Regions from separate parts of the Mus musculus genome. Here regions 1, 2, 4, 5, 6 and 7 are each linked to region 3. Evidence: chromatin contacts called from public HiCAR-type, HiChIP or PLAC-seq and promoter capture Hi-C data. All regions are on one chromosome and are shown on one strand. The core of a region is the stretch at or near the end of the contact, and the rest is flanking DNA. Distances in the headings are between cores, read along the strand shown. Region 1 has its middle 13 kb from the start of Pnrc1. Region 2 holds the start of Casp8ap2 (caspase 8 associated protein 2). Region 3 holds the start of Akirin2 (akirin 2). Region 4 holds the start of Pm20d2 (peptidase M20 domain containing 2). Region 5 holds the start of Rngtt (RNA guanylyltransferase and 5'-phosphatase). Region 6 holds the start of Mdn1 (midasin AAA ATPase 1). Region 7 holds the start of Ankrd6 (ankyrin repeat domain 6).

The links. Promoter capture Hi-C pulls out the DNA fragments that hold promoters and counts their contacts. HiCAR-type assays count read pairs that join an accessible place to other places. HiChIP or PLAC-seq counts read pairs in DNA pulled down with a chosen protein or histone mark. Capture Hi-C pulls out chosen DNA fragments and counts their contacts.
Region 1: a contact with region 3 is called in a promoter capture Hi-C map of liver, with 4 times the contacts expected there. The contact joins the enhancer-like site here to the promoter of Akirin2 in region 3. A contact is called at or near these places in 4 of 39 promoter capture datasets (erythroid cells, hippocampal neurons and liver), 1 of 484 Hi-C or Micro-C datasets (myocytes) and 4 of 115 datasets of contacts at active chromatin or transcription factors (the NIH/3T3 cell line, cardiomyocytes, large pre-B cells and 1 more).
Region 2: a contact with region 3 is called in a promoter capture Hi-C map of adipose tissue, with 4 times the contacts expected there. The contact joins the promoter of Casp8ap2 here to the promoter of Akirin2 in region 3. A contact is called at or near these places in 3 of 39 promoter capture datasets (hippocampal neurons and liver), 1 of 484 Hi-C or Micro-C datasets (uterus), 1 of 115 datasets of contacts at active chromatin or transcription factors (astrocytes) and 2 of 9 other capture datasets (adipose tissue and liver).
Region 4: a contact with region 3 is called in a HiCAR-type map of astrocytes, with 5 times the contacts expected there. The contact joins the promoter of Pm20d2 here to the promoter of Akirin2 in region 3. A contact is called at or near these places in 3 of 39 promoter capture datasets (hippocampal neurons and liver) and 2 of 115 datasets of contacts at active chromatin or transcription factors (astrocytes and forebrain).
Region 5: a contact with region 3 is called in an H3K27ac HiChIP or PLAC-seq map of extraembryonic endoderm stem cells, with 12 times the contacts expected there. The contact joins the promoter of Rngtt here to the promoter of Akirin2 in region 3. A contact is called at or near these places in 18 of 39 promoter capture datasets (the 3T3-L1 cell line, 3T3-L1-derived adipocytes, the C10 cell line and 12 more), 6 of 484 Hi-C or Micro-C datasets (CD4 T cells, erythroblasts, muscle stem cells and 3 more), 16 of 115 datasets of contacts at active chromatin or transcription factors (acute myeloid leukemia, astrocytes, cardiomyocytes and 11 more) and 3 of 9 other capture datasets (adipose tissue, liver and pancreatic islet).
Region 6: a contact with region 3 is called in a promoter capture Hi-C map of liver, with 8 times the contacts expected there. The contact joins the promoter of Mdn1 here to the promoter of Akirin2 in region 3. A contact is called at or near these places in 5 of 39 promoter capture datasets (cranial neural crest, erythroid cells, hippocampal neurons and 1 more), 1 of 484 Hi-C or Micro-C datasets (B cells) and 1 of 9 other capture datasets (adipose tissue).
Region 7: a HiCAR-type map of astrocytes shows a contact between it and region 3, with 5 times the contacts expected there. The contact joins the promoter of Ankrd6 here to the promoter of Akirin2 in region 3. A contact is called at or near these places in 1 of 39 promoter capture datasets (hippocampal neurons) and 1 of 115 datasets of contacts at active chromatin or transcription factors (astrocytes).

The regions. Positions count from the first base shown.
Region 1 is chr4:33,260,214-33,262,913 of GRCm38.p6, forward strand. No RefSeq gene overlaps it. Among named protein-coding and RNA genes, the nearest start is that of Pnrc1, 13 kb to the left of the region's middle. Within about 2 kb of position 1,273, at least 210 of the 459 cell types and tissues checked have an H3K27ac peak or open chromatin away from gene starts, as enhancers often do. A contact at or near this core is called in the NIH/3T3 cell line, cardiomyocytes, erythroid cells and 2 more, where this site is marked.
Region 2 is chr4:32,614,155-32,616,854 of GRCm38.p6, forward strand. It overlaps Casp8ap2 (caspase 8 associated protein 2), which reads left to right and starts at 1,316. Exons shown (of 11, transcript NM_001122978.2): 1 at 1,316-1,338.
Region 3 is chr4:34,549,332-34,552,031 of GRCm38.p6, forward strand. Akirin2 (akirin 2) reads left to right here and starts at 1,284. Exons shown (of 5, transcript NM_001007589.3): 1 at 1,284-1,942. The coding sequence starts at 1,714.
Region 4 is chr4:33,188,358-33,191,057 of GRCm38.p6, forward strand. Pm20d2 (peptidase M20 domain containing 2) reads right to left here and starts at 1,380. Exons shown (of 7, transcript NM_001034867.2): 1 at 574-1,380. The coding sequence starts at 1,023.
Region 5 is chr4:33,308,951-33,311,650 of GRCm38.p6, forward strand. Rngtt (RNA guanylyltransferase and 5'-phosphatase) reads left to right here and starts at 1,361. Exons shown (of 16, transcript NM_011884.3): 1 at 1,361-1,574. The coding sequence starts at 1,511.
Region 6 is chr4:32,655,826-32,658,525 of GRCm38.p6, forward strand. It overlaps Mdn1 (midasin AAA ATPase 1), which reads left to right and starts at 1,294. Exons shown (of 102, transcript NM_001081392.1): 1 at 1,294-1,527. The coding sequence starts at 1,426.
Region 7 is chr4:32,949,395-32,952,094 of GRCm38.p6, forward strand. Ankrd6 (ankyrin repeat domain 6) reads right to left here and starts at 1,432. Exons shown (of 16, transcript NM_001012451.1): 1 at 1,353-1,432.

The sequences.
Region 1 (2,700 bases), core at 23-2,522, 1.3 Mb before region 3:
GCCCATACCCACACTCAGATTCACACATAATTAAAAGTAAATCTTTAAAACAACAACAATAAAATCCCCCTGCCTCCCCCAAATAAAACAACACTGGCAACAGAATGATGACTCAGTCCTGAGAAGCCTGTAACCACATCATTTAAACATTTTAAACAGGGAGTAGGGGTGTGTGTGTGTGTGTGTGTGTGTGTGTTTGTGTGTGTGGGTGTGTGTGGGGGTGTACTGGCTGGCTTTGTGTGTCAACTTGACACAAACAGGAGTTATCTCAGAAAGGAGCCTCCCTTGGGGAAAGGCCTCCATGAGATCCAGCTGTAAGGCATTTTCTCAATTAGTGATCAAGGAGGAGGGCCTAACCCCCTGTGGTGCCATCCCTGGGCTGGTAGTTCTAGAACTGAGCAAGCCAGGGACAGCAAGCCAGTAAGCAGCACCCCTCCATGGCCTCTGCATCAGCTCCTGCCCTGTGTGAGTTCCTGTCCTGGATTTCTTTGGTGAACAGCAATGTGGAAGTATAAGTTGAATAAACCCTTTCCTCCCCAACATGTTTCTTGGTCATGATGTTTTGTGCAGGAATACAAACCCTGACTAAGGCAGGCACCCTTACCTGCTAATCCATCTCACTCTGGTTTTTTGAGTTTGTGTTTGTTTGGTGTCTTCCCCCCTCCCCACTTTTTTTATTTCCTCCTCCTCCTTTCTCTTCCTCTCCTCCTCCTTCTCCTTCTCCCCCCCCCCCCCCCCCACCTCCTCAGGTTGTCCAGGCTGGCCTTCGTAGCAGATAGTGATGTTGAATCCCTGACCTTCCTCCTGAGTATTGGAATTACAGGCATGTGGTACAATGGTTAGCTACGTTTCTCAATAAATGCCAACTCTTCTTAAAAAGAAAAACAGGAAGGAGGGAAAAAGAGTGAGGGGAGGAGAGAGTGAGAGAGAGACTACACCCAAACTGGAATCTTGAAATTACATATTTGAAATTTAAAGTCAAAGTGAAGCTAAAGGGGCAGTGAGTGGTGACTTTTAGTTGTCAAGAATCCTCCGAGGGCACACCGAGGAAAGAAATTCCACTGGGAAAGAACTGGGTCACTCGTCACATGTTTGTTTCCAGTAAGAGTTAAACAAACTAGAAGCCAGGCTACTGCACAGCAAGGGATGTCGGCAGCTTGCCCAAGGCCAGAAATTTCCTGAATTGCAACACTTCTTGGCCAGCACCTGCCCTTTCCCTTCCTGGCAAAGTCCAGTGGGTTGTCACTCACGTCTCCCTCCCCGCAGCCAGCTGGTGGGATGTGCTCTCCTACTGGGGTGTGGCTGCTTTTAATACCAAAGTAGGCAGACAGGGCAGGAAGGCCTTGGCCATGAGGTTGCTGGCAGGAAGAAGCAGAGCGTGCATGTGACCCATCCTGCCAGACTTACACTTTGTCATCAACGTGAATCTGAGGTGTGGCTGAGACTGAGCAGTGACTGGCATGCTGTGTTGGCAGGATTTACGTGGACCCTTGAAAGTCCGAGAGTGGAGTGAGGTGAGACTGGCTGAGTCACAGTCTCTATTCAGAAGTTACTTTGTAATCGTTCTTCACTTGGTGAGCAGCCCATGAATATTCCAGACTTACACTGTGTTGGGAAACTTAAGAACTGATGTCAGGATGAAGTGCTTTTAGAATACAGCAGTGGCAGGCCAACCCAAAGTCTCCTTGGAACGGGTCATGCCTAAGACAAGGGAAGACGCTGTCAGCCATTCTCCAGCCTCTTCTATCCTGGTGCTCTCCTAACCCACCCGTTTCACGCATTGCCCACCATTTTTTTTTTCAGACTATGGTTTCACTCTATGGTCCAGAATAACTTCAACTTGTGGCATGCTCTCAGCCCCTCAAATTATGTAGGACCAACCACACTACCTGGTTCCCATGAGGCTTCTGAACTTAGTTGTGTCTTCCTGGAGTTGTACCTCTGAGAATCCTTCCAGACTTCCTACCCTGGCTCTTCCTAGTGTCACATGAACTGGGACAGTTTTTCTAGGCTGTTTGTTTGGCTTCTCCCTCTTTCCCGTTATCACATGTCCTTGTTTACTTTGGACCTCTATAGCATCTTCTCGGGTCTTCAGAGTAACCGTACAGGACATCCCCTCTTGTAACCTTATTTGTCTGTGATTTACATGTTACTTTTTGATTTCCTGGTTTTGAAACAGGTTCTCAGTAGGTAGCCCTGTCGCCTGTAGACTTGATAGGTACCCTGAGATGACCTCAAACTCATGCCAACCCTTTTGCCTTTGCCTTGTAATGTTAGGACTTACAAGTTTGCACATGACACCCAGCTATATTTCCCCTTTTTCTATTTAATTTTATGTTGGGTATTCTTTTTTCTTTTTTAAAGATTATTTATTTATTTATTTTATGTATGTGAGTACACTGTAGCTGTCTTCAGATACACCAGAAGAGGGCATCAGATCTCATTACAGATGGTTGTGAGCCACCATGTGGTTGCTGGGAATTGAACTCAGAACCTCTGGAAGAGAGCAGTCAGTGCTCTTAACTGCTGAGCCATCCCTCTAGCCCTCGGGGATTCTTTTTTTGTTTTGTTTTGTTTTGAGCTAGGCTCTCACATATCTCAGGCTGGCTTTGAACTCCTGACCTTTCTGTCTCTATTTTCCAAGTGGTAGTATTACAGGCATGCACCACCACATCCGAGTCGTCTTTTTACTAACCCCAT
Region 2 (2,700 bases), core at 66-2,565, 1.9 Mb before region 3:
TAGGAAGCAACTAACAATGGGCAGAGAGTGAATCTTTGGAGCACTTAGCCCTAAATGGGACGCCTTCATCAAACCCTTTGCCTCAAGGATCAGGGACCCATTACCCAAAAGGAGGCAGAGAGACTCTCAACAGCCAGAGGTGGCGGATGACTCCAAGAACTGTGTCATCCAAGGAACAGACACAACAGGACTAATAAATATATGAATGCAGAGGCCGATAACCCTCATAAGACCCGTTGGGGTTCAAGCCTGAGGAGGTATTTGCAGTTGAATTCAACCTGCAGAGAAAGGAGACAGCAGTTTTCTTTAGTAGAGTGGCACTGGTCTATCAGCCAGACTTTGGGGAAGGGACAATACCCAGGAGTAGTTGACCAATATAAATTGAATTCCATGTTTTTGTGTCTGAGCTTTTTGTTTCGTTTTGTATTGTCTTGGCTTTGTTTGTTTTTTCTTACTGGTTTCTTTTTTGTTTCTTTTTCCTTTTTTCTTTCTTTTTTTGAGAAAGAGAACATGAAGTTCGGTGGGTAAGGAGGTGGGATCAGAGATGCGTTCGGGTAGGGGAAAAACGATAAAAATAATTTATTGTATATATATATGTATATATATATATATATATATATATTTTTTTTTTTTTTGGTTTGGTTTTTCGTGACAGGGTTTCTCTGTGTAGCACTGGCTGTCCTGGAACTCACTCTGTAGACCAGGCTGGCCTCGAACTCTGAAATCCACCTGCCTCTGCCTCCCAAGTGCTGGGATTAAAGGCGTGCGCCACCACGCCCGGCTTTACATAAAAAAGTTTAATACGGAAAAACAAAAACAAAAACCTTCTTCTATCCCGCTGAATTAGTAATTCTACGCTACGTTCACCATCCAGGATGGCATCTTAAAGGTCAGATCTTAGCGCTGTCTAGCGCGCAGCTGACACAATTTATACACTAAAGACCTCAAGCCTTCTCCACTTGCTCTCAGCCAAAACAGCTAGGAGCCTCCACCTTTACTTTCCCTTTCATTAGCGTCTCCCAGACCCGCCCCACTTCCGCTCTGGTGACGTCTTTTCCGCGGAGAAACCCCGCCCCGTTGTCACTGAGGTCACGGCCCGCCCACTTCCCTTCGGAGCCACAGAAGAGTAAGTACCAGAGTTTGGCGCCAACTGGAATCTTTTTTTCCGCCTTCAATGGCGGGAACTGGCTGTGTGCGCCGAGACGTGCTTTGCGTCTTATCTAATTGGTTGTCGGCGCTCGGTCCCGCCCTGGCGTCCTTACCGTGAGCTGCGATTGGTGGAGACGGCGGAGCGCCTGGCGTCCGGACAGCGGCCGCTGTGCGGGGCTGGCCGGCCGGGTAAGTTCCTGAGGGCCTGTCGCGGGGCTGCTGGGGAGAGGCAGCGGGGTGCCGCCTGGGATGGCTTACGCTCTGGGCGAAGGGTTGTGCCTGGCTGGGCCTCGAGGAGCCAGCTGCCGTCCTCGGGGAGCGCCCCTCGGAGCGTCTCGGGGGGCGCTGGGGCGAGCACCCGGAACATCGCCGGGTCTACAGCGCGCCCCTCCCCTCCCCCACCCGTGTCTCCCAAGTCCCTACTGCCGAGCTCTCGGTGAGTGTGGAGAAGGGGCTGTCCCGAGGGTCGGGCGATCAGTGACAGGGGCAGTTTCCCAAGCTGAAAGCTTGAGAGAAGAAGTTGTTTATGTGCTCTCCGCAGCGCCTCGAACCATCCCTGACATGGGAATGTAGAATTCTCAGGAAGCATTAGTGCTTCAAGGATCCTCTTGGCGGTCTTTTCTCGCCACACCAACACCAAACTTCTCGCTGAAGGCCTTTCTCCTATGAGCTTCAACCCCGCCTTGGAAGGGACTAGGCCACTAGGCAAGACTTCTTGGCTCTGTTACCATACCCCAAATTATTTTTTTTCCATAGTATTTCCTGCCATCTTACGGGATATGTCCAGAGATTTATGTTTTAAGGGGTGTTTTTGATTTTTGACATCTGACTGGAATTTATCCCAGCTCTCCACTTTCTAGCTGTTGGCTGCAGCAGATTTTCTAATTGGCTCTGTTAGGTTCCTCATCTATTTAGACGGGATAAGGAATAATATAGACTTGATAGGAGCTTCAGGATAATTTAAAGGAGTACTTAGCGCACTTATATCAATACTTGACTTGTGTAATGTATGCTGCTTTTCATGCCTGTCTCATCCTCAGAACCTAGAGTGAGATTTGCCTCTTAGCTTTTGCCTGGTTGTTTTCCTTCTACAAATGTATGCTTTTGTGTATTGAAAAATTTGAACTTCATACTGCTTTCAGAAAAGATTAGATGACCCCTTTCTCTATGCATTTGCTTATGAATCTGTTGAAGCTGTTTATCCTTCCAGATAATGGTTATCAACCTGTAAAATTTTTAAAGAACATTTTGGTGCTAGGGACTGGCCTTTTCAAAGCTGTGAGGACTGCACACTACTGAGCAACCTTCCTAGCCCAGCAGCTGTTATTAATCAATCATTAGCTTCTTGGTTTTTAAAACTTGGCCTCTGCATGTTTCAAAGGTGTACCACTCCTCTCAGTAGTAACTCAGATGGGAGATGAGAAGAAGTATAGAAAGATCTCTCTCACTCCTCTACCTTTCATATTCTCTCTCTCTCTTTCTTCTCCTATCTTCCCACCCTGGGAGACTCACTGACTTGTAATTTTTTTTTTAATATACCTGTCACCATGA
Region 3 (2,700 bases), core at 34-2,533:
TTGGCTACCCAGTGAATTTGATATCAGATCTTATCTCCAAAGGAAAAAAAAAAGTCAAGAACTTTTCTTATTCTGCTCTTACATAAAGTATGAACGTCCAGTCAGTTTCAGCACAATAACAGATTTCCTGGAGTTTTTATAATTTAATAAACACATCCTTAGTACAAGTCTTAGTTAAGTGACTGTTTCATAGAATGCTGGTCTTTCTCAAAAGATACTTTCTAAGAACTATATTCTAAATTAAAATAAGTGTGACAGAGTTGCTTATACAGTGTGATCAAGAAAGCTGATCTTTGTGGTGGTGAACAATTCTAAACAAATGGATATATAGAGAGGTATTGTCCAAAACAACTATAAAGCAGCCACATATGTTGATTTCTGAGTAAGCAGAAAAGAGTGAGCATTAGGCGTATTAATACTTATAATCTTGGTGGAGAGCTAGCATCCACAGGCAGAAGATATAAAGTATCTACATAAATTACTTCATCAGTGCTGTAGTCGATCCCTATTTTAGATAGTTGATGAAAAAACAAATTTTAGAAATATTTCTTCCCACTTTGCTAATAAAGATGGGTCCTGCTCCCTAGGCATTTATTTGCTTGCCTTTCCCTAGACCCCACCCAGCCTTCCAAACTCAACAAATTTCTGGTGTTGATCGCTCTCTGCTCATAGTAAACAATTGACTTTGTGCTCCTTTTCAGCTATGCAGAATTTAATAAGCAAACAAGTACCTATCTGGGAAGCGCAAAGCACAGACTTCAAAGATCCTGTAATCTGATATTATTACTGTCGTTCTGTCTCGAGGACCCAAATTGGTGTTTTCATTATTTCCTATCTCCTCCATGTGACAGATTTGGTTTTTTGGCGCTCCTGACAGCTAAATTAATCTCTCTCCAAATATTAGACTGGCTCTTTGTTATATCCCGTTTAAGTCACTATGCCAAATCTTCACAGGGTCTCTAAAGTGCTTAGCTTGCTTTTCCAATGGGTTCGCTTCCTCTTCCCCACTGTCTCACAGGCTCTCCTTTCTCTTCCTTAGGTCTTTTTTTTTTTTTTTTTTTTTTAAACTCTCTTACTTATGAGGGGGTATTTAAATTCCAACCCGGAACTTGGGATCGTGCGCCTTGGATGACGGGAGTCGTAGTTTCTGTGACTTCTGGGTAACCGCCTTTCAGGCCGATCCCTGCCCTTCACGAAACCCCACAAATCCCAGAATGCACTCTGGCGGGCCCGCCCCCGGTGCGCAGGCGCCCTGGGGCCGCAGGATTTGAATCGGCGGCGTTGTTATTGACGCCATATTGGGGCCGGCGGCGGGTGGCAGAGTTGTTCCGTGGAGAAGAGAGGGTCGAGTGCATTGCTTAGCTCTGTACGGCCGGGCTACCTCGCAGCTCCCGCGCGTGGCCGCCACTCACGAGCTTCCGTCTGCACCGGCGTGTCGGAGATCGCGTCTGGGTCGCGCCACTGGCCGGGTCCACTTCCGAAGGGAGCGGGTCTCCGCGCAGGAGCCCCGGCGCGCTCAGCCCGAGCGCACGGCGGGGGCGGCCCGGCCTCTCGGGAGCGGCCCCGAGCCGGCGGCGCGACCCTCGCGCCTCGCCCGCCTGCCCTGTCGCGGCTCCGCCGTCCCGGGCCCCACACCCACCGGGCACCTCGGAGGGCCCGTTTGCCCCCGTCCTTCCCGGCCCCGCCCGAGCCGAGCCTCGGCCGCCCGCCACCATGGCGTGCGGAGCCACTCTGAAAAGGACTCTGGATTTCGACCCGCTGCTGAGCCCCGCATCTCCGAAGCGGAGGCGGTGCGCGCCTTTGTCGGCGCCGGCTTCGGCTGCCGCCTCCCCTGCCGCCGCCACCGCCGCCGCCGCCGCCTCGGCCGCGGCCGCCTCGCCGCAGAAGTATCTCCGGATGGAGCCTTCCCCCTTCGGCGACGTCTCTTCCCGGCTCACCACAGGTGGGCCTCGGCCCCGGGGCTGCCGGGGTGGGCTGCGGCCGGGAGCTTGGGTGCGGACACAAAGGGAAGGAAGGGCCTGAACCGAGGTGGGGGTGGTGTCGGCAGGTTGGGTGGGTACGAGTCGGGTTGGCCGGCATTGTGGGGGTCCCTCATTGTGAGGCAGATCATTTGGGGCTAGATCCCTAGAATCGTTTCCTTATGTAGAGCCCCAGCGGAAATGATCAGAGAGGGTGATATTATTCATAAGTCAGGCGAGAGAAGGGTCACATTTCACCCGAATCTCCGGGTCTCTTGGGCTGAATCGATTGGTTGCAGCTATTAACTCAGTGACTGAGTGGTTTGAGGCGAGAAGGCAGCCCCTCCTCCATTTTAGACTTGGCTGGTTTTAGTATAGAAGGGGTGGGGTTTGGAGGGGGATGGATGTCACTGGGGCGAGTTGTAGGCCTGTCATTAATCACCCACAAGAACGCCACTTTGGCTGAGTCAAGACCTGTTTCCCTAGCAGGGTCAACAACAAAGCAAATGTTCTTCCCGAGTACTGTAATGTGATCTCACTATGCGTCCAGTCCTTAAGAGATCCTGAACTTTTAATGAAAAGGAAGGTGTACTTCAAATTGAGACTGACTAGTTTATTTGTAAATGCTTTAGTTATCCCAATGAAGTATGTTGGGAGAAAACAACCTAGCCTCGAGAGTAACGAATAAATCAAGATTCCAGTGGACTTCAGACTTGAAGTCTTGAAACATTTTCTCAAAGTG
Region 4 (2,700 bases), core at 130-2,629, 1.4 Mb before region 3:
CTGAGAACTTTCCTAAGTCGGTCCAGGGTCTCACGGCCCTCCTCCCCAAACAACACAGAAACCTAGAGGCCACAAGAGATAAATTGTTTGTTGCAGAGGATTACATTACTGCCACTGGCGGGTGAGCCGAGCTGAGTTGTGACATATAACCTTGCTCACAGAATTAAATACACTATCCTAAAGAGTAAACACAAGATCGGACCTGCCCAAGACAGACATGCACGACATTTTCCTGCTTAAAGAACCGAGACGCCTGTTTAATATGAAATAAAATGTACACTTAAATATGAACCTATCTACGTAGTAAATGTTTTGTTAGCTTCTCCGTTAGTTCTGCTCTTTAGTGGTTTGGCAGCCTGGTAGTTCTAAACACTGAAATTTACTATACAAATACCAATTATTCAAATCAAAATCTTTTGTTTGTTAAGTCTCCATTTATTTCCTCCAGATAGCACACGACCCAATGAGCAAACTGCAGCTGTCTGCCACCAAAAATAACCGGTCTGGTACTCCGACTGGTCTGGCACTCCGGGCTGGATCCGGCACGCCCCGCGCTGGCCCGGAGTGGCTCACCTTGACCGGCGGCGGCGCAGCGATGCTCTCCAGCGCAGCCCGCAGGCCGAGCGCCGCAGCCACCCCGACCTCGGCGATGAGGTTGTGGCCGCAGGCGTGGCCCAGGGCTGGCAGCGCGTCGTACTCGCACAGGAAGGCCACCTGCAGCGCGCGGGGCCCCGCCGCGGACTCCGGCGGCGCCCACTCGGCACGGAAGGCGGTGGGGAGCCCGAAGTGCGGCTGCACCGCCCACGAGGCGGCCGGCGGCTCGCACTCGAAGAAGCGCGTGAGCTCGCCGTGCGCGCGGTGCTCTTCGTAGGCCAGCTCGGGCGCGCTCCAGATGGCGCGGCTCAGCGCGCCCAGGCGCTCGGCCGCCTCGTCGATGCGCTCGGCCGCTCGCCGTTTCAGCAGCTCCAGCTCGGCGGCGCTGCTCGTGCCGGGCTCGGCCGGCCGCTCCACCACCGGACCCATGGCGCGGGCGTGCTGCGGTCTCTCCTCGTCCGCCCTCTGCGAGGCTCGGCGGCGCTCGGCTGTCTTATCTGACTTCGGCAACGCTCGGCGCCGCTCGGCAGTCCTTGCCAGTCCTATGCAACGCTCGGCGGCACCTTGGCAGCGCTTGGCCGCCCTTGGCAACGCTTAGCTGTCCTTGGCAGCCCTCCGCAAGGCTAGGCGCCTCGGCAGCCCTTGGCAGTCCGCACCGCTCGGCTGTCCTAATCAGTCCTCGGCCGCCCTCGGCGGCTTCGGCGACCAGCGCCCCGCGCTCGCCCACCGTACAGCACCACCCTAACTCTAACTTAACCCCCCACCCCCCAGGTCAGGAGTTGCCCTGTAGCTCCGCCCTCAAGGCTCGGCCTGGAGCTGGGGCGCCAACTCCTAAGAAGAGGAATTGTATAGGACAAGTTTTATCCAAAATTTTGATTGACAAGCCCAAGTAACATGATTTGCACAGCTTGTGTTCATAACGGGTCTAAAGTTACCCGATGAGGAAATTCAAGAAGTCATACTCTCCTTTTCCTCCAGAGTGATACAAGTTCAAAATTGTTATTGATGATACACACCTAATAATTAGTAGTCTGAGGTTTTCTTGTATTAAAAGCTTCTGCGTGTTCTTCCTATTCTACCCTCTCTTAAATTGCCACAACTAGGTCAAATAAGATACCATATATATATATATATATATATATATATATATATATATATATATATATATGATTTTTTTAAGGAGTGCACGCCTTTAATCCCAAGCATTTGGGAGGCAGAGGCAGGTGGATCTCTGAGTTCGAGGCCAGCTTGGTCTACAAAGTGAGTTCCAGGACAGCCAGGGCTATACAGAGTAAACTCGAGGGAAGTGGAAGGAATGAAGAGAAGAAAAAGGCAGACTGTAATCAATTTTTACTAGTTTATACCCTAAAACGCCAGAGTCCAGGTCACACTCTAACGTGAAAAAAACTGTCCTTAGTTAACACCCTAACCGAATGAAACTTTTCCCTAAACACAATAAATGTGATATAAATTCATGAATGGACTCACTTTCCTTTTTTAAAACTTTTTTTAACATTTTTTTGTGTTATTTTGTTTGTTTTGTCTGAATGTATGCGTGCACACCGAGTCTGGTGCCTGAGGAGGTCAGAAGAGGGCGTCAGATCGCCTGAAACGAGTTACACATGATTGCGAGCCACCCTCTGGGTGAATGGGAACTGAACCCTGGTCCTCCAGCCCCACCGTCATTTTCTTAACTTTACTCTTGTAACTCCTTTACAGGAGTCCTCCAGCATCTATGAGACTCCAGATTATTTTGCTCAGTGAACTGGCTAAAAGCCAGAATAATGTCAAAATAATAAGATCACTCACTCTGCACCAAGTGCTTTTCTGGATGTTTTAAATGTTAATACCTATTTCTCATCCCAACCTATGAGGTTTTTAGTGTGACTATTATCTTCAAATTACAGATGGGCATCCAAGATTATACAACTCACTAAGTACTGGGCACAGATTTCCACAAAAGACAACATCTAACCACTACACTTGATTGCTTGTGACATCTGAATTCACAAATCATCTATTTATATCACAATGGACACAATCATTCATCTTCAATAAATTTTTACAGCAGAGCTCTGCCAATAGCAGTGGAAATCCTGTTTGTTC
Region 5 (2,700 bases), core at 111-2,610, 1.2 Mb before region 3:
TTGATTAGTGTCATAGTTTGGGGTTCCATTGCTGTGAAGTCACACCATGACCAGGACAACATTTAATTGTAGCTGACTTACAGGTTCAGATGTTCAGTCCATTATCATAAAGGCATGAAACATGGCAGTATCCAGGCAAACATGGTGCTGGAGAAAGCTGAGAGTTCTATGTCTTGATCCAACTGCGGCTAGGAGGAGACTGTCTCTGCCAGACTTGATCATGTGCGAGCGTGCGTGCGTGCGCGCACGCGTGCACACACACACACACACACACACACACGCACGCACACACACAGAGACCTCAAAGCCCACCCCACAGTGACACACTTCCTCTAACAAGGCTACACCTCCTCCAATAAGGCCATACTTAACAGTGCCCCTTCCCATGGGCAAAGCACAGTCAAACCACCACAATTAGCAATCAAGAAAATGCCCAATAGACAGGGCCACAGGTCAATTAGGTCCTCAATCGAGGTTTCCTCTTCTCAGGCATGTCAAGTTGATGACTGAAGGGATTATAAGGAAGAACCAGCTTGCTCCTAGTGGCCCACAACCAAGCTTATAGCTACAGCTTTTCATATGGTGTTTTAAATCTCAAGAATGGGCGAAGCCGGGTGTGGTGGCGCAAGCCTTTGATCCCAGCACTCGGGAGGCAGAGGCAGGTGGATTTCTGAGTTCGAGGCCAGCCTGGTCTACAAAGTGAGTTCCAGGACAGCCAGGACTATACAGAGAAACCTTGTCTCGAAAAACCAAAAAAAAAAAAAAAAAAAAAAAAAAAAAAAAGGTGAAAACCAGCAATAAACAAAACAAACAAACACCACATCAAAACCATCTGCTCCAGAAATGATAGTCTTAAGGCTTCTGGAACTAATTTTTGATGTTTTATGGGTCGTCGGAAGCACGTCCCCTACACTTCGCCAAAAAAAGAAAACTCATTTATAATAACCTAGACTCTGGTTTTCCGGACTTTTTGATGCAGGTAAAGGGAGGATTCTCAAATGACCCAGATCCAGCAGAGACATCAAATTTGAGCTATGATTAACGGAAAAGCACTTTTTCACCTGTGAAATACCCTTCTGAATGTAGCAGGTCAGTCCACAGGTGGAAAGAAGCTTGGATTCCTTCTACTTTGGGGGTTTCTCCGGTTTAGATGGAAAAAAAGAGACACCAGTCATTAGAGTACTCACAAAGGCAAAACAGGGGCGGGGCGTGGCAGAGGCCGGCGCCCTGAGATACAGGGGCGGGGCTGAAGGGGGCGGGCCAGGTGGAACCGCCTATCTAGTTCTCAGCAGCTTCCCCTCCCTCACTTGGGCGGGGCTTCCATTTCGCCTGACCTCGGAAGAAAGGGGGCGGGCCCTTTGGGGCGGAAGTCGCAGTGCATTGTGGGTTCGCCGGGAGCCGCGGAGTCGAACCTGAATGAAAGTGGCGCGCCGCTGAGGACCCGGGTAGAGCTGCTGCCGTTGGGGTCCGGGCTGGTTTGCTGTGGAGCTATCGGCGAGGCGGCACAGACATGGCTTACAACAAGATCCCGCCGCGGTGGCTGAACTGTCCGCGGCGCGGTCAGCCGGTGGCAGGTACCCGGGAGGGGGCTGCGGGAGGGTTCGAATCTCACTGCGCCGGCCGGGCCTGGGGGACCGCGCGCTTGGTGGTCGCCAGTCGGGACTCCCGCAAGGCGGAGGAGTGAGGACCGGAGGTGGACCAGACGCTTCTAGAGCTTAAAGTTTGTGAACCTCTTTGTGATATTTTGGAGACTGGGTCTCGCTGTCTTGGCGAGACTTGTTTTCGGAAAGAGAGTAGCTGGGTGTGAGCCTGGAAATTGAAGGAAAGCTTAAAGAGACGCGAGGCTGGATAGCGGGGGACTTTTGGTTTTGTTATTAAAAATTGACTTTTTGCGGAATGTTGCCATCTTGAGTTTGACGTATAGTGGACTCATCCCCGAACTTGCGAGCTGGGATTATAGGCTCGGGTCACTGCTTGGCTAAAAGAACAGTGACTTCAAAGTGTACAGTTTGATAGTTTTGGACCACACACATGTATTCCAGGGAATACACATGAAATAACGGAGGCACAGTTCTCTGAATCCGTGGAGACATCGCACATGGTAACTTTAAAGGACCAGGCTCCACAGTTACCAGCAACCGGGTTAGATAGCAATTAGGAACTTTGTCTGCTGGACCTAGAAGCCAAAAACATTTTTGTGATTAAAATTGAGGAAGGAATACAAGTTCTGTTTTCACAGGATTTACTCAGCTATAGAGTAATTATCGGGCAGGTGTTTGCAAAGATCTGCTAAGTCTCCTTATCGGAGTTATGAGACATAAGCGTTTCCTTTCTCTCTTTTTAGCTATCTGAACACCAGGCAAAATACAGTGAGCTGTGGCTCCCTATTGAGGAGCTAGCTGGTACCCACACTCTCTTAGAAGCCCACACCCTTGCTTTCTGGTTGTCTTTATTCTGAGTGACTCTCTTTTTCTTTTCTTTCTTTCTTTTTTCTTTTTTTTTTTTTTGTTTTGTTTTGTATTTTTTCGACACAGGGTTTCTCTGTATAGCCCTGGCTGTCCTGGAGCTCACTTTGTAGACCAGGCTGGCCTCGAACTCAGAAATCCGCCTGCCTCTGCCTACCGAGTGCTGGGATTAAAGGCGTGTACCACGCCCGGCTTTTTCTTAACTCTTGAGCTAAAACCTGTATATTAAAACTGT
Region 6 (2,700 bases), core at 44-2,543, 1.9 Mb before region 3:
TGTGTAACCCCGGCTGTCCTGGAACTCACTCTGTAGACCAGACTGGTCTTGAACTCAGAAATCTGCCTGCCTCTGCCTTCCAAGTGCTGGGATTAAAGGCATACACCACTGGCCGGCTAGTCCTTTTCTTGTACTTTATTCTGTATCCATATCCTCTGCATCTGATTGGATCCCTGGATTTTATTTCATTTTTGGTGTGACACTTTCCACAATATACCAATCTGCTGCTGCTCTGGGGGTTGAATGCCTTTCTGGGTGTTCATTGTTAGTGCCTCCACAGCTGGAAGAAGCTTCCTTTCTCTGCACTTAGAGTAAACTTTTATCCAAGTTCTTTGGGTGGGTTTCAGAGATTGAAATCAGTTTGCCAGACTTAGGGGAAAGCATCTTTTAACTGCTGAGTCATCTAGTCAGTTCTCACCACCAAAAAGCAAAGCAGCCAGGTGTTAAAGTCACGCCTTCAATCCCAGCCCTGGGGAGGCAGAGGCAGGCGGATCTCTGAGGTCAGAGGCCTGCCCTGTCTACAGAGCAAGTTCCAGGACAGCCAGGGTTACAAAGAAATCCTATCTCAAAAAAACAAAACAAAACAAAAACTGGTGTGTGTGTTGTGTGCCACATGTATGTATGTATGTATGCCACAGAGGCCAGAAGAGGGCGTTTTATCTCATAGAGATGGAGTTACAAATGGTTGTAAGCTGCACTATGCTGGTAATGGGCTTCTTTATTGTCAATCCCTCTCAATATATTTTGTTTGACATCATTATAGGTTTAACTTGTTCGTGACCTTCATCTTAACAATTCTAACTTTGTGCACTCCGCAGCCTTTCTGGAATCATTATTACTACGGGGAGTATGCGCGAAGTGTGTGAAGGCCCACACGTGCCATGGTGTAAAATAGAGGTCACAAATCAAACTCTGGGCATCAGGCTTGCATTACAAGAGCTTTTAGCCGACTAAGGCATCTCACTAACTCCTACTCTTTTTTTAATTAAGCAATTATTTCCAGGATTTGTAAGAATACTTCAGGGCCATTTTTCTCAAAAGGTCACTCTTTTTATGGGCAACAATCTTGGACAGCGAATCCGCTTATCTTTCACACAGGACCTGTGTTGATACAGAGTAAGTCACTGTGCGCTTAGGTCGCACGCGCCGGCAGCTCCTCGTTTGGCGACGCGAATTTCACTCTCAGAAGGATCAGTCAACCGGCTAACCTCAAAAGCTACTTCCGCTTCCCTTCCTACTAGCAGTGGCGCGGCAGTGACGCATTTCCGCCCACGGGGGCGTGGCAGTAGTCGCGCCGCCGCGGGTTGATGACGCAACGTGAATTCCTTCACCACGTGTGTGTCTGCTTGCCGGCTTTCGGGGGTCTTCTTGCCGTCGTGGGTTTTCGGCCGTCACCCCGCGGCCCCGTGGCCGCGGCCGGAGACTATGGAGCACCTCTCTGTGGAGCTGGTATCCGGGCCGCTGCGGCTAATCGCCGCCAAGAACGAGAAGAGCAGCGGCGAGCTGAACAGGTTCCTGGCCAAGTCGGTGAGCGTGGGCGAAGGGAGGCGGGCCCGGGTCGCGGAGCGCCGAGTCCCGGGAAAGGGCCTTTGTTTTTCGGGGTCAGCTTCCATTTCCTCGCCCCCTGCCCGGCGCTCAGGCCCTGGTGGAGTTCATGCCCTTCAGGAATCGGCGCGGTTGGTTTTTCTGCGAGGCTGCTTCTGTCCGCCTCCCCACCCCCCAGACACGTGCTTTTCCTTCCCTTTCCCCACCCCTCGGATGCTTTTAAGGATGCTTTTCTTTACTTTGACCCTTTGGCCCACTGACGAACATCCATAGTATTTTTTCTGGGCGTCTCAATACACCACTGAGGAGACGCAAAAATCTTGTCTCTACACCCGGGGAGTTCGCGTCTTCTTCGGTGACCGTTCATAACAAACAGCTGAAGGTTTTAACAAGACAGTTAAATTGGGAGATGAAAGACTTTTTAAATTTTATTTTTTTTATTTTTATTTTTTTTACCAAATGAGTCATGTGTTTTCAAGAGCTTTGCCGTATTGGCTTTTGCCTGAGTTGAGCATCCTTACTAGACAAGTTTTCACTTTGCGTTTTAATTTCTTTCTAAGTTTCCTTACCTGCTCTGTCTGTAAGCTTGAGTCAAGAGAGACGTGATTTTAATTTTGTAAAACTCTCAGCCAAGAGTGCATAAAGTACATACACACTCCATTGTTTTAGCAGTCAACAGCAGTGTAGCCCATCCAGTGGTTCGCAACCTGTGGGTCGCCTAAGACCAGCATATTTACATTACGATTCATAACAGTAGCAAAATTACAGTTATGAGTTAGCAACGAAAATAATTTTATGATTTGGGGTTACCACAAAATGAGGAACTGTATTGAAGGATTGTAGCATTAGGAAGGTTGAAAGTCACTGTTGTAGATGAATGAACCTGAGCCATTTGCAGCATTGTAGAATTCGCCAGAGAAAATTCTGAGAGTTTTTCCCGAGGTGTTGAACCTACTTTCTGTCACTGAATTACACCCTTAGCCAAAAGGCATCTTGTTTGTTTTTTCCTTTTGAGATAACATCTCTATTATGTAGCTCTGTATGTCTCCGAGTTCACTGTGTAGACCAGGTTGGCCTCTACATAGACTGCTAGGATTCAAGGCAGGTGTCAAGACCAGCTTGGCTCAAAAGGCTTTTCTGATACTAAATTGAATG
Region 7 (2,700 bases), core at 182-2,681, 1.6 Mb before region 3:
TGCATGGCTGTGTGAGGGTGTTGGGTTCACTAGAACTGGAGTTGCAGATATTTGTGAAGTTGTGGGCTGCCACGTGGGTGCTGAGAACTGGCCCTGGGTCCCCTGGAAGAGATGCCAATGCTCTTAACTGCTGAGCCATCTCTCCAGCCCCTTGGGCTAGCATTTTTATTGTGATGGTTTTGATTTTAAAAATCAGCTTTGGTTAGACTTCTCAACAATTTATAACTAACTGTTGTCTGGTGTCCAATTTTCCCTCATTTTTTTTCTCAGACTGCTCCTTCCCTCAAGCTGAGAGGGCAGAAACCCCTCCTAATTGTAATATGAATTCCTAGTTTATTTATGTTGTGTGTGTGTGTATGAACCTCAGCCCATGAAGAGGTCAGAGGACACCACGACTGGTGAGAGAGTCAGTTCCACCTTGTCACACCTTCTGCGAATCAAACTCCAATTGTCTGGTGGCAAGAGTCTGCCAGATGAGCCATCCTCTGGCCATTGTATTCTCAGGATAAAACAAAACAAAACTTACTCACCATATGCTAAGTATACAATCAGGGTAACAAAGGAAGTTAATTATCCCAACTACTCACGTAACAGATATTTTAAAGATGAGAAACCGTTAGTCAGTATCAATCTGAACACTTGGGACAACCTCGCACCTGGGTGTGATTGGTCACTGTCCAAGTTCTTTCCATTACATTCAATCAGTATCAATTTAATACACATGGCTACCACCAGCCAAGAGCCTCGCCTCACAGGAACGATGCCCGCCATAAAGCCTGATGTCAACTTCAAGGTTATGTATGATGCTTTCAGTTCACAGCTCTAACTATTAAGGCTTGAAGACGTGGGTTTTCCAGTCGCACACCTAACTGGTGGTTTCACAACTCAGTCTCATGCCATCAAAGTGGTAAACACACACACACACCTTACCACCACGTGAATTCTCTCAATGCACTTCGGGGGAAACGTTCTTGGCCAGCTTCACAAAGTACAACTCCTTTTGGATCAGCCATAATGATCCCCCTTCTCTCCAGCTCCCCAAATCTACAGGAAGCGATACATTTCAATGCCCTAGGCAAGTAAGAGAATCCTGAGCCCGAAAGGCGGCGCACAAGGCCCTAAGGCCCCGCGGGACCAGCCGTGCTCCAAACGACCGTGGGAACTGCCCTTGCCCTGGGCTGCGGAAGAGTTTGCAGGGCAAGCACTTCCCCACACGCGCGACGTCGAGAGCGCCCGGAGCCAGACGGCCACTAAGGAGCGCGCCCCTGCCAGCGACGCCCCCTCCCAGTGTCCCCATGAGCGCTCCTGGAGGATTACTAGCACTCGCAGGAGCCGGCGACTATGCCCAGTACCTTTCGCTCCCGCGCCGGCCGGCCGCTCCGCACGGAGCTCGCGGGCCGCTGCGCTCCTTGCCCGCAGCCGCTCGCCCCACGCTCCACCGCGCGTGGCCTGGATGCCTGAGGGCCCCGCCGGCCCCGCCCCATACTCCACGCCACGCCCCTCGGGCCACGCCCCACCCGGCTGTCCGCAGGGCTACAGCGCCCCGCAGCGGCCGCTGGTCATTGCACACGATCCTCCCGAACCGCACATCCCGGAGGTGCGGGGTGGCTCCCACTGGGACCCACGAGCAGCGGGAGGACACCCGCGCTGAGGGCTGTTTCCTCAGCGGCATCGGGCACCAGGCGCACCAATTGGATGGACTGAGCGGAGAACCCTCCAGCCCTCCACCTGTGGCCGGCTTTCTGGAGCCGATGGAAACCGAGGAAGCTGCTGCAAAGAGAGGGTCGGGCATCCTCTCTCCCGCTGCTGCCTGGTGAAGGACCAGCAGGGACATCAGTCCTCACCCGCGGGTTCCAAGTACGCCTTACATACTGTTGTCTTGACTGTTTTTGTCTCTCACTGCCACAGCTACTTTTTCAGTACCTAAAAGAGCTCCCCGGGCAGCATAAACTAGGGGGTTACACTCCAACAAATGTCTGCAACATCTGGCCTATGTGAGCCTGCCTCAAGAAGAAAAGAAAAAGAACAACTTACTGAGCGATTTAGGAGTGTGGTAAGCCTGGAGCCTAATGTAAACAAAAGGTTACTTCAAAGAATGTGTTTATTTCAAATTCATAGCAGTCCCAATGACCAGGCTCAGATAATCAATGCTATTTCCAGCCTTATATGAATGCCATTCTACTCAAGAAAAATCTCATGGGGTTGGCTGCTCAGGACTTAGTGGGTAAAGTGCGCTCTGATGAAGCATGAGAACCCAAATTCAAATCCCTCAGCACCGATATACATATAAATGCAAGCAAGAAAGTTAACACACATACATGCACACATGCAGGCATGCATGCGCGCGCATGTGCATGCTCTCTCTCTCTCTCTCACGCACGCGCACACGCACACGCGCACACGCACACACACACACACACGATCTGATGACAAATGAGTGATGGAACCTTTTGCTCACAGAGGTGGAGAGGTCAGCAGGTAGAACGGTGAACATGACGCTTCGATCTTACCTGAGGCTGGTGATAAATTTACGGTGAAGCGATTTTTTTTTTTCACACCCTCTCTGGAATATAGCTGGGTTTCAAGGAGAGAACCTCCTTTTCCTTAGAGTATCTGTTTCCTTTTGCCTCCTGAAAGCTTCAAACAGGAGACACTCCAAAACCCCCTCCCCGCCCACCCTAGAAGAGAGTTAAGCACTTG